Regions from separate parts of the Mus musculus genome. Here all the other regions are linked to region 1. Evidence: chromatin contacts called from public HiChIP or PLAC-seq data. All regions are on one chromosome and are shown on one strand. Each heading gives the region's core, a stretch centred on a gene start, on an enhancer-like site or on the middle of the called end of the contact. The rest is flanking DNA. Distances are from core to core; before and after follow the strand shown. Region 1 holds the start of Gprc5a (G protein-coupled receptor, family C, group 5, member A). Region 2 holds the start of Gsg1 (germ cell associated 1). Region 3 holds the start of 2810454H06Rik (RIKEN cDNA 2810454H06 gene).

Region 1 (3,334 bases), core at 231-2,730:
TCCTATGTAGTAGAAACTGGCCTTGAAGTGTTTTTCTACCTGCTTCTACCACCCAAGTGCTGGCGTTACAGAGGTGCCCCGCGCCAGGCCTGGCTTGTTACATTTTATTCTTTTCTTTTCTTTTTTTGAGACAGGGTTTCTCTGTGCATCCCTGATTGTTCTGGAACTCACTGTGTAGAGCAGACTGGCCTCCAATTCACTGAGATCTGCTTGCCTCTCCCTTAGGAGTGCTGGGATTAAAGTTGTGAGCCCCTACCATCTGGCAAGATTGTTTGTTACATTTTAAAAAGCATTTAAGGGTGTGGAGAAAAGTGGGTCTCAGCCCCTTGTAGGGGTTAAACATCTTTTTCACAGGGGTCACCTAAGCCCAGTAAAAAGCACAGATATGTATATTAAGATTCATAACAGAAGCAAAATTACAGTTATGAGGTAATAACAAAGATAATTTTATGGCTGGGGGTCGCCATACATGAAAAATTGTATTAAAACTGAACTAAAGCACTTAGAAGGCCTGCTCCAGGCCTTCCCTACTACCTAAAAAGCTTAGTTCCCCCGCTGCCCACCAACGCAACCAACGGGGTAAACCTGGTCCAGTGCGTTGACATTCCAGGACTTTTTGACTACGGAGCAGGCAGGTTTCAGCCGGACTGGCCTGATAATGGATGCGCTGCGGGCCCCTACCTAAGCAGGAGGAATCAGACACCAAAGGCAAATTCCTTCATTTCAAAATTTTATCTGGCGTCTCTGTTCCTATCAACTGCTTTGTCAAACTTTTGGAGAGGTGGTTAAAAGAAAGGCGATATGATCTCTCAGTCAGGCCATGCTAACTTGGCTATGCGACAGTTCCAAGAAGGGCCTTGCTGAAGCGTCTCAACTTTTCCTTGGTCTTTACTCTTTAGCCGCGACTGGGGGACCCACAGGAGAGTGAGTGGCTGTCTCTTCCCATTTAAACTTGGCTTCTCCCTGCTCACCGGAGGAAGGAGTGGGTGATGGAGAGACAGGTGCCGCCAAGGGGAAATAAAGACCAACTTCTCCCACAGAAAGTAACAAAGGAGCTGCCTGGAGCTGCTGGCTTAAGTCTTTGCCCTTGGGGCCCTATAGTGCCCTCAGGGAGGATGGGTGTGGTTCCCTCCAGGAGATGACAGCCAGCAGCGCTCATCCGTAGCTGGGTTCACCGTGTGGCTCTTTTCATAAGGGCGGGAGCTCTGGGACCGACCTGAACACTCGTCGAGAGCTACGCCTGGCAGTCTAGGGTGCTTCCCCCGCAACCCCGCCACCTATTTCATGAGTGACTGTGCTTCTGACGTCAGGGAGGCTTTCAGTTCATTCTCTGGCACGGTGACTTTATTTTCACAACAGCGAGAAGTGCCGCGGAACTGGATTAGGCGTGTCCTCTCCCTCCGCCCCGCCCCCGCCCCTTGTCCCTCGGTTCACCCTCTCCCTCCCTCCGGCGACAGAAGCCTTTATAACCGCTTTGCGCGGCCAAGGCGGGATCCTTGTCCCAGGACCTGCCCAGTAGCCAGGGGTTGAGCGCTCTCGCCTTTCACGCGTGAGTCGCAAGTTCTCGCTTCACCCCGAGCGCCGCGGCGCCCAGGTAAGAGGGGTTTACCCAGGAGCGCGCTCCGGGCCCCAGTTTTAAATCCGGAGAGTGGGGCGTGGGGAGCCTTGGGGAAGGAGAACTGAGACAGTACAGCCCGTGATGGACTACAGCTGGCTAGGAGAAACAGATGAAACCGAGAAAGGAATGTCCTTAACTTCTCTCACCTCTGAATGTGTTCTCTGGGCTAAAACAGAGGGGAAAGACCAATCAGCAAACAGTTAGAAACTGTAGCACAGGCCTGTAATTCTGCACCTGGGAGGTAGATGCAGAAGAATCAAGAGTTCAAGGCCAGCCTTGACTCTACTGTGAGTTCCTGGTCAGCCTGGGCTATATAAGTCTCTGTCTCCAGATACAAAACAGTAGTTTAAAATACCAATATTAAAAGAGAGGTCCGTCTTGAACTGTACTAGGCCCCTCCCACAGGTTCTATGTAGCCACTGGTGGGTGGAAGATGGGCTATGATGCTTTCAACTCCCATCTGAGTTTCAAGGGTCTGTGAATGAATAGAGGGGTAGAGGGAGAGGATGCCAGCCGCTTCCTTCCCAAAGGAGCGAAGGCCGTGGAGGTCAGGAAGTGACTCACCTCAACGCCCCCCCCCCCTTCTCATGTGCGTGTTGTTCCTCCACCCCATCCCTTACTTTTCCTGTTGCCCCAGTCTCTAAGACCCTGTCTCTCTTTAACAAGAGGGGGTGAAAAGCTTGTCTTCCCGGAGGAGAAGAGACACAGGCAGGAGGAGGCTGGCAGATCACATTGAATGGAAAGACAGGAAACAGCAGTTGTTTTTTTTTTTTGTTGTTGTTTTGTTGTTGTTGTTTTTTTTTGTTTGTTTGTTTTTTTTAGACATTCAGGCTGGCCTCGAGCTTGTAACCACCATTCTGCCTCAGTTTGCAGAGTGTTGGGATAACAGGTATCGGTCTCATGGTAGAAGGCTCCCAAATGGCAAAAGCCTGCCTGGAAGCAGGTAATTGAAGGACCATCACCGTGCCTGCCTGCCTTTTCTCCAGGCAAGTGTCTGAGGCTTTTGTTGAAGCCTGGTGAAAGGTTCTCTGGAAACAGTCTCTTCTTTGCTCTTTACTGAAGGAGAATTCTTTAGCCACTTCAGATACAATGGCCTGGGAAGGTGGAGGGGAGGGTGAGGCCAACACTTCACCCTTAGGGGTTTTTGTACTGGCCATCACTGATAGAGAGAAGGAAGGGGAGGGGAGGAAGGGTTGGGAGGTGCCTTAGGATCAAAGAGGGAATGGAGAGGCTGGCCCCCAGGCCCAAAGGGAATGGCCACAGCTGTCTCTGACTTCCCAAGAAAAGGTCTCTACCTGGCTCCAGGCAGCCCTGTGTTTCCTGGTTCTGCAGTCATTTATCCAGCAGCCACCTGCCGCCAGGTCCTTATGCTGAGGAGTCGTAGGCAAGCGTCTTTTCTGTGTGTAGGTCCTGCCTGTCTGTAGTTGCACAGTATCCGTAAGCAGCAGGTTGAAAAAAATGTGCGCCTTCATTCCATTCTTGAGAGGTAATTGAGGATAACAGAGTGTGAAGAGGAATGTGGATTGGGGATTTCTGCTCTTTCTGAAGATCCACAGAGAGCAGGGGCAGTGGGTGGGGGCAAACAGAACAGTTTTTCACTTGAGGGGATCAGAGCAACGCTGGCTTTTGTTTGTTTGAGTGCTCTCTCTCTCTGTCTCTTTCTGTCTGTCTGTCTCTGTCTCTGTGTGTCTCTCTGTCTCTTTGCCTCTGTCCTCT
Region 2 (3,334 bases), core at 249-2,748, 190 kb after region 1:
TTACTACGGCGCCCCAGTTGCCTAGCACCGGGCGTGGTTGCCGTGGCGACGCACCGGGAGCGTGTTTTGAATTGTTTCGCAGGGCCCCGCCCTTGTGCAGCGAGTCCTTGGGACTTCTAGGTGTGGCAAGGAACCACTAGGTTTCTTCCTCTTTCTCTTCCTTGGGTGGGTCCTGCATCCGGTTGGCCTATCCATCAGGGCAGGCGAGGACCAGCCCAGAGAAGAGAATGGATCCTGGGTTAAATTCCTAACACCAGACGGGACAAGTGTCCTGGTTGCTGTCAAATCCCAAATCAAGCGTTTCCCTATTCCCTCCAAAACGTGGTTCCCTAGGTCCTTTCTGATGGAGGGGTAAGGTAGGCCTGCCTCGTTTTGTAGACACGAGAGGTGAGCACATGAACCCCTTAACACATCTGAGGACTACTGGTTACCTACCTGCTTCCCCAAGGGCTGGCGGGAGAGGTGGGGAGTCCTCTACAGTTTTGTTCTGAAGATCTAAAGAGGTGGAAGGAAAGCGGAATCTAAGGAAAAAGCATCCCAAACTACCAGGCCAGTGGTTAGACCCTTCGCTAGCTAACTGCTCCCGAGGCCCTCGCACCCCACCAGGTATAGAGCACCATCTCCATTGTGCTGCTTGGATTCGATCTTTGATTTGCACCAGATCACAGATGTAGACATGGTAGAGTCCGCGTTTAGACCCGCAACCCTAAAAGGCCCACTGCTTTTGAAGGAACGTGCCCACACAGCAAAGGGCAGGGAGACACTTTTTAACAAAAGCCACAGATTTCGGGTCATGGAACGGCCTCCACAATGAGGCAAGGGTTCAAGTGTCCTGTGCTTTATATCTGTGGCTTCATGTTAACACCAGGCTTCCCCATAACCCTGCCCCCTCTCTAGAGAACTAATCCTGAAAGATACTAACATTTCAGGCACTGACTGGCTTTTGCTATCATGTTCATATCTGTAAGGGCTCCACCAGTTGATGGTTGATGTGTGTACTTTGGGGGCTTCTTTCTGAACTTGGGGGAGCTGCCTGAGCCCACACTGCTGGCTCTTCAGAGCTTTGAGCTCTGTCCCAGTCTCACCAATGCCGCTTTCTTAGGCTAGCTGGGCCTTCTGAACATACTTGCTCACTGCTCAATAACTATACATTACTCCCCTCTCCGTGTGTGTGTGTGTGTGTGTGTGTGTGTGTGTGTGTGTGTGTGTGTTCATGCCACTAGAGATGGGGCTCAAATAGTGAAATAAATATAATTAGTTTTTTTTAACAACATTTCCAAAAGCTGTGTACCTACCTCCTGGGTGAGACAAACATTTTGAGTCAGCTGACAGGAGTTGAAAATGTGTCTCAGCTTCTGCTCTGACAGGTCTTAGTTGCGTGGCTCAGGTGTTGAGGGAGAGGGTGCACCAGGTCCCCTCTTGCCAGCAGAGGGGGTAAGGTGGTATGTGGGCAGTTGGGAGAGGATGAATGCCCCTCAGGCACGCCGCCAGCTTGGGTAGGGATGGGTTACTATGACTTCATTCTGTGATGTCACAGTAGCAGGCAGGGCTCTCTCCCCCGGATGCCCCGCCCACTCCTCTCCCAACCCTAGAAAGACCAGGTTGAGAGAAGGGCACACGCTCAGTACCTCTCAGTCTCCTGAGGTCTTTCAATCGGTGCTTAATGAGTATAAAAAGATCTGGGGAGTTCATTCAAACACAAATCTGAAGGTTAGGGATGGCTTGCATGTGGTGCCAACCAGATCACATTGGCTTGTGAGGCTTGCCCACTGCTGTCAGAGAGAATTACAGTTGTGAGCCACATAAGGCTTAACAGTGTTCTAACACCTCCATTCAAAACAGTGAGATGAACACACACAGCAATAACAATGAACTCTTACCCAGGGCTGGGTGAAAGCCGACATCCCCCTCCTCCCCCACCCTCCAGCAACCACTGGAACCACACTGTTCTCAACATTGCATTAAAATGAAATATAACAGCTAAGTTGCACCATCTACATCTGAAGGGCTCAAAAGCCTCATGTAGTAAGCAGCTACTGTGTTGGCCTTTTTAACTCTAGACCATTCTTGAAGAGGTAATGGTGCAAAAGAGTTGCCATCTTAAAGGACCAGTGTCTGGAAATCTAAGGAGGCATTCAGTATCACGTTTATTTTTATTTGAAACAAGGCATTACACTTCATGTGTAGCTGAGTCTGGCCTTGAACTCTCGATCCTCCTTCTCCTCCTATCTCCCAAGTGCTGGGATGACAGCAGTGTCCACCACGTGTTGAATTTTCAGTTTTGCTTTGCAACAGGCTCTTACTCCAGCTAAAGCTGGTCTGGAACTCACTATATAACAAGGTTGGCCTTCAACTCATGGCAATCCTCCAGCCTCAGTCTCTGAGCACCAAGACTACAGATGTGAGCCACCATGCCAAGTTCACTCTCAGAGTTTTAGTAGACATAATTCAGTTGACGCCGAGGTACAACTCAGCCTCAGGTGTGAAGTCCAGGATTGAAAGGGTCTGGATGAAGACCTGTCCTGTGTGACATGGAACCCTCCATCCCTCTCTAAGACCCTTGCTCTTCCTTATCAAGGCACCCAGATCCTGACCTTCAGGACCTCAGATTCTAGCCTCAAATCCCTTATTCCAGCCCTGAGAATGCTCCCTTACCTCTGAGCTTCTATAGCATGCCTGGTCAGCTAATACAATCAGATTTTTCTTCTTTCTTTTCCCTCCCTTTCCTATTCTCCTTCCATCTTCTCCCTTCCATCTCCTTCCTTTCCTGCCTCTTCGCTTCTGTCCTAGTTAGTTAGTTTCCATTGCTGAGAAGAGACAGCGTGACCAAGGCAACTCTTATAAAGGATAACATTTAATTGGGGCTGGCTTACAGTTTCAGAGGTTCAGTCCATTGTGGGAAGCATGGCAGAGTCTAGGCAGGCATGGTGCTGGAGGAGCTGAGAGTTTCAAAGGCAAACAGGAGAAGACTAGTTCCCACATGGCTCAGAGGAGGGTCTCAAAGCCTACCTCCACAGTGACACACTCCCTCCAACAAGGTCACACCAACTCCAACAAGGCCTCCTAATAGTGTCACTTCTGGGTCAAGCGTATTCAAACCACCACATTCCATTCCCTGGCCCTTATAGGTTTGTTCAAACACATTCTTCTATGGGGGGCCATACCATAATATAATACATACCATAGCATAATGCAAAATACTTTAGTCCGACTTCAAAGTCCCATAGTTTATAACAGTTTCAACAATGTTAAACATCCAAAGTCCAACATCACAGGATATACACTACCATTTCAAAACATCACAGTGAGGAAATACTGGATGAAACAAGCCCAA
Region 3 (3,334 bases), core at 514-3,013, 170 kb before region 1:
CTCATCCCTGGGTAGCTAGGGCTATAGGTGTATGATCCTATACCTGGTTTCCAAGGGCTTTCCTCTAAACATAGCGCCTTCTCCATCACTGCCAGCTTTAATCCTAAGACCTTCCATTCTTTGTTTTCTTACAAAGGAAGCTATATTGCTACTCTGTTGTTAGGACTAGTCAAATTATATATCCCGTCAATCTTCCTGCATTTTCTTTATAAAGCACACAAAGGATCAAAATATATCCAGAACTGTACCCAACACACACTTGGGAGTGTCAGCTATTCAGAAAGTTGAGATAAGAGACTAGATTTTTTTAGTCCATTTAGGCATATCTGATCAATACAGTGAGGTAACTCTTTCACACAGGCAGAGAGAGAGAGAGAGAGAGAGAGAGAGAGAGAGAGAGAGAGAGAAAGAGAGAGAGAGAGAGGAGTCAACCCCCCACATCCATGGGTTTCACATCCTCACATTCAGCCAAAAGCAGATATAAAAATAGAGAAGATAAATTTGCATCTGTACTGAATGCTTTTCTTGCCATTACTCCCTATACAATATAGTACAGGAGCTATTTACATAGCATTTACATCGATGTACATATCACAAATAATCTAGAGATTGTTTAAACTTTACAGAAAGATGTACAAGGGTCATATGCAAATAGTATACCTCATTACGCAGGGGACTTGAGCATCATGCATTGCGGGACTTGTGCAAGGTCCTGCAAACAATCTCCAGGGACAGTAAAAATGACAATACTGTCTGTACTATATAGCACTGCTCCCAATATTAGAGTGAATCCTAAGATCTACACAACTGGAAGGCTATAGATTAGAAATCTATAATCTTGTAATGAGCCAGTGACTCATCTGAGTGACTTGTTAGCCAAATTTCATTCCGGCTGAACCGTGAAGTTGGTGGGAGAGGCCAGGCATTCTATTGGAAAGAGGACACTTCAGTTGCCGGATGGTACCTCAGAGTCGTGATAGGGCAAAAATCCAGTTTGTGCAGGTGTTCCACGTCCCCTGAGAGAGAAAAGAGGCCAAATCAGTCAGAGCGGTCCACACTTGCAACATCCTAAGACTCCAGATTATCTGTTTTACCCCGCCCCAACCTCAGCTCTTGCCTGCGACAACTTTAAAAAATGTTTCTGTTGCACTCAAAGACATCCCCATTTCACTTCGCTATCGTAGACTAAATATGCGGCACTGCTGCCTACTTGCTTATAAATATGCGTAAATATTTTAAGCTAAACTTCCTCTACTGCTCTAATTCCTCCTAGCCTCATCTCTCAAGCCTTCATTGGCTCCTTCCATTTTTAAAACTTCTCATCTTCATATCACTGTGTTAGCCCGGTCCACATTCACAGCCTCTCAGAATCTTCGGGGGTGGGGGGGGGGAAGTCCCGTTCGTTCCCCAGATTTATCCTTTTATGCCAGTTAGCTCGCGTGCCACACAACGAAATCGCAACATCTTTTAAAAACCGCGAGGGGTTCTCTTCCCACTCTGACTCTTGGATTCGCGGAGACCTCATGACCCATACGAGAACAGAAGAATGGGGGGGGCGAGTTACAGTCAAGTGGAATTTTGACCGAAAAATCCCTAAGGACGTGCCGCAGTGGGCGTGAATCCCCGGCTCCGACCTGACTGACATCCCTCGGGGGCCGACGGGGCCACCTGTGACCAAGCAGGAAGTTCTGAACGGTTTGCGCGCCAAAAAGCCCAGCGCATGCGCACACAGCCACGGGCGGGGCGGGGGCGGAGTCCCGGCTGGCACAGGATCTCGCGTTGTCTGGGGAAAGAGGCACAGAGGTCTTTACGGTGGCGTTGTGGGAACCGCCCACCACCTCTCCTTTAAATCTTCTTTCTTTCTTCTTTTTTTTCTCTGTCTTTTCTCTGTCCTCTCAGCCTCAGTGTAGACAGTGAGCGAAAGAGCTCAAGGCCGGCAGCTCTGTGGAAGAGTTATGGCTGCCATGGTCGCGCAGCCGGTGCCTCAGAGTGAGAGTAGCAGAAGCCACACCGTCGATCGTCTTAAGATGCTAGGGTTTGCTTTGGCCTTCCCCCTTTTTTATGATGCTATGCAAACCAAAAAACAAAAAACAAAACAAAAAAAAAATCACCTTGGCGCACGGCGCCTGCGCAGTGCTTGTTTACCGCGGGCCGAGCGCAGGCCCCTTCCCTCCGCCCAGATCCTGCGCCTGCGCCTGCGCGGCTGACGTGGATTTCTCCGGGAAAACCGCGCCTCCTAGTCCCGGGACTAGGGAGCGAGCAGCCGAGTGTGCCGTGGGAATCTCGGAGCCCTGAAATGAGAACCACAACGCCCAGAGTCGGTGTCGCGGCAGGATCGTGAGCACAGATGACCCAGGTGCTGTGCACGCCACCGTCGCTGAAGTGAGCAGCGGAGCGTGAGAGCGAAGACCGGCGGCGCTGACGCCTCAAAGGATGGACTTTGTTTAGCAAAGATGCAAATAAGCCTGACCCTAAGGCCGCCGGAGTTCGAGCAATTCCTGACTGGGCTAAGACTGTTCTTGAAGGCGACTCAGAAAGGCGGCCATGCAAATTTTGAAACTAGAAAGAGCTGACACTAGAAGCAGTAGCCCTTTAAAGCAGAAGCCAGTTAGTTCATAAGAGTCTGAATGTCCCTTCAAAGTCCGCTCTAAATAGACTCAGACAGTGCTCATAAAATATTATCTGATAAGCATAGATTATTTTAGATATGGTTATCCATTTGCAAGTAGAGGCAAACTGATTTGTGAAGGAATTTCTATTGATAGATTCCAGTACGTTCAAAAAAAATTAATAACTGGCAACTTAGCTAAGCCTGAGCATTTTTCTAGTTTTCAAAACAATGGAATTTATTTGGCAATTTTATTAGACCCTATTTTTTGACCGGTGAGATTGAAGTCTTTAGATTTGTAACATTTTTCTACCAGAAAAAGTGAGATTTTAACCAGTAAGAAGGGGGAAATGTATGTATGTGAACAGAAGAGGTCAGAACTTGAAGACTTGTCATGCTTCCAACATTTGTCTCAAGAGAAGCTATCATCTCACCTCGGATTTTTTTTTTTATGTTCAATATAATAGTAAAATTTAGCATACTTTGAACATTTTTTTTCCTATACAATCTGGGTATGGTGGTACATTGAAGAAGAAAAAAAATGGGGTTTGTAGATCAGTTGGTAGGCTCCTTGCCTAAAAGCCACGGATTTATGCAGAACTGAGTAAAATGGGACTTGGTGGTAGACCTATAGAGGCAGGATCAGAAGTTCAGGGCAATCCCCACGTATGGAGTCATAAACCAGCCTGGGCTACATGAAACGCTGTTTTAAACAAAGAAACAGGT

Evidence for each region. HiChIP or PLAC-seq counts read pairs in DNA pulled down with a chosen protein or histone mark.
Region 2: a FOXA1 HiChIP or PLAC-seq map of pancreatic cancer cells shows a contact between it and region 1. The contact joins the promoter of Gsg1 here to the promoter of Gprc5a in region 1. A contact is called at or near these places in 4 of 39 promoter capture datasets (liver, macrophages and stem cell-derived epiblast-like cells), 4 of 484 Hi-C or Micro-C datasets (Th17 cells, centroblasts, embryonic fibroblasts and 1 more), 4 of 115 datasets of contacts at active chromatin or transcription factors (embryonic stem cells, pancreatic cancer cells and trophoblast stem cells) and 2 of 9 other capture datasets (adipose tissue and macrophages).
Region 3: a contact with region 1 is called in an H3K27ac HiChIP or PLAC-seq map of embryonic stem cells, with 6 read pairs. The contact joins the promoter of 2810454H06Rik here to the promoter of Gprc5a in region 1. A contact is called at or near these places in 1 of 484 Hi-C or Micro-C datasets (embryonic stem cells), 2 of 115 datasets of contacts at active chromatin or transcription factors (embryonic stem cells and pancreatic cancer cells) and 1 of 9 other capture datasets (adipose tissue).

What each region holds. Positions count from the first base shown.
Region 1 is chr6:135,064,182-135,067,515 of GRCm38.p6, forward strand. It overlaps Gprc5a (G protein-coupled receptor, family C, group 5, member A), which reads left to right and starts at 1,481. Exons shown (of 4, transcript NM_181444.5): 1 at 1,481-1,594.
Region 2 is chr6:135,252,838-135,256,171 of GRCm38.p6, forward strand. It overlaps Gsg1 (germ cell associated 1), which reads right to left and starts at 1,499. Exons shown (of 7, transcript NM_010352.2): 1 at 1,296-1,499; 2 at 436-495.
Region 3 is chr6:134,896,198-134,899,531 of GRCm38.p6, forward strand. It overlaps 2810454H06Rik (RIKEN cDNA 2810454H06 gene), which reads left to right and starts at 1,764. Exons shown (of 1, transcript NR_029441.1): 1 at 1,764-3,334. It overlaps Gpr19 (G protein-coupled receptor 19), which reads right to left and starts at 1,997. Exons shown (of 4, transcript NM_001362050.1): 1 at 1,635-1,997; 2 at 965-1,016. RefSeq lists a cis regulatory region at 1,409-1,944.